Regions from separate parts of the Sus scrofa genome. Here region 2 is linked to region 1. The links are chromatin contacts, called in public targeted proximity ligation maps. All regions are on one chromosome and are shown on one strand. The core of a region is the stretch at or near the end of the contact, and the rest is flanking DNA. Distances in the headings are between cores, read along the strand shown. Region 1 overlaps RASSF3 (ras association domain-containing protein 3). Region 2 overlaps RASSF3 (ras association domain-containing protein 3).

Region 1 (3,935 bases), core at 296-2,795:
ACATTCTATTTTCACACATTATCATGCTCCATCATAAGTGACCAGACATAGTTCCCAGTGCTACACAGCAGGATCTCATTGCTAATCCATTCCGAAGGCAATAGCCTGCTTCTATTAACCCCAAGCTCCCCATCCATTCCACTCCCTTCCTCTCCCCCTTGGCAACCACAAGTCTATTCTCCAAGTCCACAATTTTCTTTTCTGTAGAATATTTTCCATTTCACCTAAATGTCTCACTTTCACATGATACAGGTTCTATTACCGTTGTTTTATTATCGCTAATCTTGAAACCAAAAGAAATTTGTTTCACCACCATCACCCAACTTCTTTTTCTTGACTATAAGAAGCAAGCCTGATCCCATGAAAATCAGGTAGTCAATTAATAAACATCGATAGCCACTCCCCGCCCCCCCACTCTGTGCCCTGCGCCAGGCACCACGCTAACAGTGAGGATACAGTGGTGAACAGGACAGATGTGGTCTGCCCTCGTGAACTCACAGATGGGATCATCGGGAAGGCTTAAAAACTAATGTTTTCTCAGTTTCCCTGATGCATCCAACAATGAACTAGAATGCTGTCTTTTTCCAAAGCATCTGAGTGCTTCATAAATGCCACAACTGTTTCATAACTAATTCAAGCTTTCTTAGATACAACTGTTCGGGTCCCCAAATCACCACTTTGCAGATAAAAACAGACATCCGTGAATGAGATGGAAGAATAAATCCATTTTTTCAACAACTATTTATTGTCACCTCCAATACTATGATAGGTTGAGAATTTATAATTAATTTATAAACAATATCCATTAAAAATAGGAGAAGGAGTTCCCTGATGGTGTAGTTAGTTGTTAAGGATTTGGTGGTGTTGAACCTATGGCTCAGGTTCAATCCCAGGGCTGGGAACTTCCAAATGCCAAGGGTGCAGCCAAAAAAAAAAAAAAAGTCTCCCAATTCTGGATCTCTAGACTTTTCTACTGAATCACACTACCTCAGTAACAACTCCTACCAAAGTGTTTTAAATTGATAATGCTAATACCAGTATAAACGTTAATGCTAGTTAGTAAAAATGTACGCAAATGCCAGATACTTTTCAAAAAACTGATATTACTTATAAGTGTAATTCAGTAATACAATGGCTCAGTTAAAAGTTCAAATGATTAAAATTCTTCGCCATGGTGTTCAGAATTAATACAAAGTCAGTTTCTTTTTTTTTTTTTCCGGTATTGTCTTTTTAGTGCCACACCCACAGCATATGGAGTTTTCCAGGCTAGGGGTCGAATTGGAGCTACAGCTGCCAGCCTACATCACAGCTCAGAGCAATGCTGGATCCTTAACCCACCGAGGGAGGCCAGGGATCAAACCCAAAACGTCATGGTTCCTAGTCGGATTCATTTCTGCTGTGCCATGATGGGAACTCCCGAGGCCAGTTTCAGACAATCAATTTATCATAAGAAACACACAACCAAAGGGAGGGGAGGTTGGGGCAGAGAGGGAAGAGCACATGGCCCCAGGAAGCTCACATGGCCCAAAGGAAGGGGTTTCCCACCAGATTCCAAACCTCATACCAGTTTCACAGAGAATAAATGACCTCGGATGAGTTAGCCAGACAGATCACATGACTCGCTGAGCTTCTTTAATGCCTGCATTCAAATTTTGCATAAGCAAGCTTGTTTCTAAACTGCGGATGCATCCAGCAACCCTGAAGTGCCTTAGAGGGGAGATGACACTGCGGGGGAGAGTGGTTAGGCGGGGAGCCACTGCAGGGGACTCTAAGGGCAGCAGCCACAGCATCGCCCCTGCAGCACCGGACACAGTTCGCCTCAATTACCTCATCTGATTCAGCCTTATGACAACCAGAAACAAGACAGTGACTAAGTCCCTCAACAATGGGCAGAAGGCAATTTAGACCCTGGGGAGGAAAAAGGAAACCCCCAGGAAGAAGCGAGCAGCCTCGAGCAAAACTGCCCCTAGAATCCTGCACTCCAAGACAGCTGAGGGAGGGAGAGCAGAGGAAGTTGAAAAGGACAAAGCTTTTCTGCAATGGGTTAACTTTTACATGAAGCCCTGGGCAAAAGAAAGCCACTTTCATGTGCCTGCTCTTTCCACTGGGGTGGCTGGCTTTACAGGAGAAAGAAGGGGGTGAAGACTTTGATGGGTAGCCTCAGGCTTGGTCAGGAGGAATCAGCCCCTTTACCAGAAAACAAAGGCACCACAGTGATGGGGGCGGGGGGGGGGGTAAGTCTCTAGGAATGACTGAAGCTCCTTCCTAATCAATTACATTGAGAGCCTCAATTCATTTTTGCTCAATAAAGTCAAAGAAACACAATTTCCTTCTGTCTTTCATTCTTTGGCTAGATTATTAGGTTCACTCCAAATCTCTCAATGGGAACCTGGGAACCTCCATATGTCGCAGGCGTAGCCCTAGAAAAGACAATCAATCAATCAATCAATCAATCCAATTGCTTATATTTACTATGGCTTATTATGTGCCAGGTATGCTACTACTTTATAGAATAAACTGAGGTTTAAAGAGGTGCAATGACTTGCCCAAGACAATGCAGCAAACATTGATTTAACTCAAGGTGCCTCACACAAGTGCCTGCTTTTAATCAACAACACACCACACTTTTAGCCCATGGCAAAATCCAGTCCCTTTTTTCTTAAAAGGTAATAGCCTCACCTGAAAAGATCAAAATTCATTTTGTTTTTCCTTTTTATAAAGATGGTTTGTTTTAGGGCTTTTTTGTTTTTGTTTTTTTTGTTTTTTGGTCTTTTTAGGGCCACACCCTTGGCTTATGGAGGTTCCCAGGCTAGGGGTCGAATTGGAGTCACAGCTGCCAGCCAACACCACAGCTCACACACAGCAAAGCCAGATCCTTAACCCACTGAGCAAGGCCAGGGGTCAAACCTGCATCCTCGTGCATGCTAGTCAGATTTGTTTCTGCTGAGCCAGGAGGGGGAACTCCAAGATGTATTTATTTTTATTGAAGTATAATTGACGTACGATATTCTATAAGTTGTAGGTATACAATACAGCGATTCACAACTTTTAAAGGTTATATTCCATTATAAAATACCAGCTATATTCCCTGTATTGTACAATATGTCCTTATTTATTTATTTATTTATTTTGTCTTTTTAGGGCTGCACTGTCGGCATATGGAGGTTCCCAGGCTAGGGGTCTAATTGGAGCTAAGCTGCCGGCCTACGCTGCAGCCACAGCAATAGCAGATCCAAGCCTCGTCTGCAACCTACACCAGAGCTCACAGCAACACCAGATCCTTAACCCACTGAGCAAGGCCAGGGATCGAACCCACAACCTCATGGTTCTCAGTCGGATTTGTTTCTGCTGTGCCACGACTAGAACTCCTTTTAACTTATCTTATACGATGTTTGGACCTCTACCCCTCTCTTGCCCCTCCCTGCTAAGATCCATTGTAATTAATTTGGCACAGAACTAGCATAGTGAGAATGGGTTTCAAGTTGATTTGCTGATACCGGTGGTGCTAGGTTTGCTTTTTGAATGGAACTACTTCTCCTGCATGACCTACTGCCAAATCCTCTCCACCAAATGGCAGGAATAATTATGCTTTGGGTACAGGGCGCAGAAGACATGTCCTCTAGCAGAGACCCACAGCACAGGCGAGGATCAAACCCCATGCCTCAGCACAGCAGAACCACCACACGCACGCCAGCCAACTGCACCTTGTGCCCAAGGTGGGCCATTAGGAAAAACAAGAAAGGAATTCTCAAACCTCAGAAAGACCTGAAAGGGCAGTACTTCCCCTCAAAGGAAAACTGGCAAGAAAAAGCAATCCACAAGCCCGTCGAAACAAACAGAAATGGCCTTAAATGGACAGAAGGCATATTATTGTTTCTTTAAACAACCTACATGATATTTACATTTTCCCAGAGCTGGGAAATCACTGACTACAG
Region 2 (4,268 bases), core at 1,025-3,524, 68 kb before region 1:
TTTTTTTTTTTTTTTTGGTCTTTTTGCCTTCTTCTAAGGCCGCTCCCATGGCACATGGAGGTTCCCAGGCTAGGGGTCGAGTCGGAGCTGCAGCCGCCAGCCTACATCAGAGCCACAGCAATGTGGGATCCGAGCCACGTCTGTGACCTACACCGCAGCTCATGGCAACACCAGATCCTTAACCCACTGAGCAAGGCCAAGGATGGAACCCAAAACCTCATGGTTCCTAGTCAGATTCGTTAACCACTGAACCACGATGGGAACTCCAAGCAGGGGCTGTCTTTAAATGCAGGTGACATTCCAGTCACCTCGCACATTTGACCAGAGCTTCAGAAAGTCATCTTGATTTTTATTTTTGTTTCTTTTTTAGGGCCCCACCTGCAGCATATGGAAGTTCCCAGGCTAAGGGTTGAATCAGTGCTGCAGCTGCCAGCCTACAGCACAGCCACAGCCACACCAGATCCTTAACCTAATGAGCAAGGCCAGGGGTGGAACTGTATCCTCACGGACACTATGTCGGGTTCTTAACCTGCTGAGCCGCAATGGGAATTCAGGAAAGTCATTTTTATTTTGAGTTCTTTCCCATATGCAACATGAAGAAATCACATCTTTTGAGTTTTTTTAATAACAAAATCATCATTTAAAGAAACAGTGGCATGGACTACTTTTACTCATCATTGTGGAGCCAGCAACTACGTCTTTATATTGCCCTTCTTGCCCCAAATTAGAAGTTACAGGGGACATTCTTCATTTACTTGTACACAAAATAAGAATCGCAAAACTGAGAAAACATGATTTGCTTTTTGCTTAGTATCACTCTTGTCTACACCGCAGTGGTTGTGAACCATGTGGGCTTTCTCTCTGGCTCTTGGGTCTCTGAATTGTTTTCCTAACTGTGCCTGGTATCAGGCACAAAAGATTTTACTACTCTTTTTTTAGTTTATTTTACAATGAAAGCAGTATAATGTCAAGGAGGTACCTGGCATCACCTGAGAGGTGTTTTTCCAAACGACACATCCTCCCCTTCCCAAAGCAGGCCCTGGGTCCTGGGCTGAGAATCAGTGTCTCAGCCAGGAGCAATTTCTGATGAGAGAGTCCCAGGGGTGGGAAGGGAGAAGAGGAGATAGCCAAATACAAGGGCAGAGAGAGGAGACAGAGGAAAACTCCCAAATGGGCCAACGACAGAAGGCTCTTGGAGATGAATTTTGAGCTACTTATTAAAGGAAATGAAAAACATGAAGCAGGAAAGCAAAACCGTCTACATTAGAATATGCTATTAGGGAGTTCCTGTTGCGGCTCAGTGGTAATGAACTTGACTAGTATCCAGGAGGACATGGGTTCAATCCCTGGCCTCGCTCAGTGGGTTAAGAATCCAGCATTGCCGTGAACTGTGGGGTAGGTTGCAGATGCAGCTCGGATCCTGCGTTGTTGTGGCTGTGGTGTAGGCCAGCAGCAACAGCTCTGGTTAGATCCCTAGCCTCGGAATCTCCATATGACGCAGGTAGGGCCCTAGAAAAGGCAAAAAGATCAAAAAAAAAAAAAAAAAAAAAAAAAGGCCCAAATCACTGTCTTCCTAAAACTCCTTAAGTTCCGATTTACCCTGACATAGAAACATATCCTTTACCAAACAAGTTTACATAAAGTTCTAATTTGCAACTCAAAACCACCCTTTCAAGTCTTTAGTCCCCCTTTACAGATTTTAAAGCTGAGGACTGAAAAAATTAGAAGACTTACCCAAGGTCATGCTCCTAATCTAAACAAGAACAACAGTAAGGGAGTTCCTGCTGTAGCAGGGTGGTTAAGAATCAGATTAAAGGGGAGTTCCCGTTGTGGCTCAGCGGTTAACAAATCCCACTAGCATCCATGAGGACTCAGGTTCAATCCCTGACCTCGCTCGGTGGGTTAAGGATCCGGCGTTGCCGTGAGCTGTGGTGTAAGTTGCAGACTCGGCTCAGATCCCGAGTTGCTGTGGCTGTGGTGTAGGTCAGCAGCTGTAGCTCCGATTGGACCCCTAGCCTGGGAACTCTATGTGCCATGGGTGCCACCCTACAAAGACAAAAAAAAAAAAAAAAAGAATCAGACTGCAGTGGTTTGGGTCACTGCAGAGGCACCGATTCAATCCCTGACCCAGTGCAGAGGGTTCAAGGATCCGGAGATGCTGCAGCTGTGGCATAGGCTGCAGCTGTGGCTCGGATTCTACCCCTGGCCGAGGAACTTCCATATGCCAGGGGTGCGGCCAATGTGGGGAAAAAAAAGAAGAACCATAGGAAGTAGAGTCTTGGTTCCCTAACTTTTAACCTAGAAACTGTTCTCACTGCATCACAGAATGTTCTATGTGCACCATTCATGCCATTTCCTATTTCAGACAAGAGGCTGAGACACAGAGCTTGAGAGATTTACTTGACTGACCCTTGATCTAGAAGGACGATCTAGAGTGCTTTTTTCCTTGAACTGAGCTGACCTAAATCCAATCCTCCCTGGAGAGAAAATGGCAAATGATGCACATATAAACATAATTCCTTAATCGTTTGGGCCAAAAGGAAAGAGAGATTCTAGCAAGATAAATGTCTTTTGTGGTAAAAAGACTGCATTTCCCTTTAGAGCAAAGGGCCTGGGGACTCTGATTAGCAGCCAACAGGGAGAGTGTTGATTTTCAAAGCACATCTGGCTTAGAGTAATTTAGAGGTAGAAGGGGTGAAATGACTCTCTGGGAGGAGATCAAGTAAAAAAACATGCATTTCCTCCCACCTCTGAAAATTACAGACCAATACAGTAAGTGCTATTTATAAAAGAATTATATTGTAGGCTAACTGGGGGTTCATTTCTGACAATTCAAAAACACAGGAAGCCACCATCTCTCTCCAGAACCACGTCTCCTCCCTGACAGGCAGACACACAGACACATCCCCTCTCCCCTCCTTCTCCTCTGCAATGGTCCCCAGATCTGAGCGATGAAACAGGGCCGGGTTGTCTGCAGAGTTTGAAGCAAGAATCACTTACCTCTCCAATTTCATGTTCACGAAGAACAAAACTAAGTGTGTCCGTCCTGGGCCCTGCGACCAAACGCAGGTAGAGTGGATGTTCCCGGTCTGAGAGCTTGCAGGCGTAGACTGGTGAGGAAGCAAGCCACACGTCATCAACAGAGCATGACATCACAGCACCCGACCTCACAGCACCCCTCGCCACCACCCCCACCCCCAGATCCGGGCAACAGTCCACGGGACCCCGGCCCAGGCACAATCCTCCTCATTCTGCCACCAATAAGCTGCCCACAGTGGCATGCATTCTATACTATTTCCATTCTATCCATTCAATATCAACTATTTATTGATTAAAAAGGAAATGAGTCTCGAGAATGAATTTAAATGAGTACTGCTCCCCAAGTGGGTTTATAATTAACTCTGCTCCTCCTAGGAGATAAACTTTTTACAAAAGGCTCTGTAACCCCATTAAAAATAAAAATATACCATCCCAGGGAGTTGTCTGGTGGTCTAATGGATTTGATGCTTTTACCACTGCAGCTTGGGTTCAATCCCTAGCCTAGGAACTGAAATTCCACTTCTAGCTGCTGCACGCGCAGCCAAAAAAAACAAACAAAAACCATCCCAAGAACATGAAAGCAGAGCTCTAGAAGCAAGTCTTTCTACAAATTAACTCAAAATGAGCAGCCACAAACAAACAAAGTGGCCTGAATGCAAGTTCTAGTGGCTTTAAGCCCAGCTCTATGTCTCATGCCACACACACACACACACACACACACACACACACACACACAGTGTCACTGGCATTGCTTTTACACGAAGGAAAGCTTTGCCACATGGGTACTATATCAGCAGGATGCTATTACTGTCAGATTATGCAACTAAAGTCCAGGTGGGCAGGCAGAGAATGTGGCAAGACAAAAATGCCACCTGAACTGATCTATATTATCTCAACACTTCTGGATACAACTGCATCACAGGCACTGAATTCCCCACTGATGTACACTGCTGCCGAGCCTGTGGCTGCTGGACAACAGAAAACTTGGCCTATTTGTGTCTGCAGTCTGCAGAGCCAGCCCACAGAATGTGTTGAAGAAACATGCTGATACTCAGCAACTACCTGGGTTTCATCCCCAGGCAGCCAAAAGACATTTCACACGATGCCAAGGTGAGTGTATTTTCTGCTACAGCTGCTCAAGGCTCTACCCAGAAAAACTAGGGTCAGCTCAAATGCTCAAACATACACCATTTTCAAATTAGTACTCAGTGAATCACTAAATCACTGTC

The links.
Region 2: a targeted proximity ligation map of alveolar macrophages shows a contact between it and region 1. A contact is called at or near these places in 4 of 47 Hi-C or Micro-C datasets (blood, brain, fetal liver and 1 more) and 1 of 2 datasets of targeted methods (alveolar macrophages).

Annotation. Positions count from the first base shown.
Region 1 is chr5:29,038,086-29,042,020 of Sscrofa11.1, reverse strand. The region is part of intron 2 of RASSF3 (ras association domain-containing protein 3); the gene reads right to left. Among named protein-coding and RNA genes, the nearest start is that of RASSF3, 90 kb to the right of the region's middle.
Region 2 is chr5:29,106,312-29,110,579 of Sscrofa11.1, reverse strand. RASSF3 (ras association domain-containing protein 3) reads right to left here. Exons shown (of 6, transcript XM_021091945.1): 5 at 3,001-3,110. Among named protein-coding and RNA genes, the nearest start is that of GNS, 82 kb to the left of the region's middle.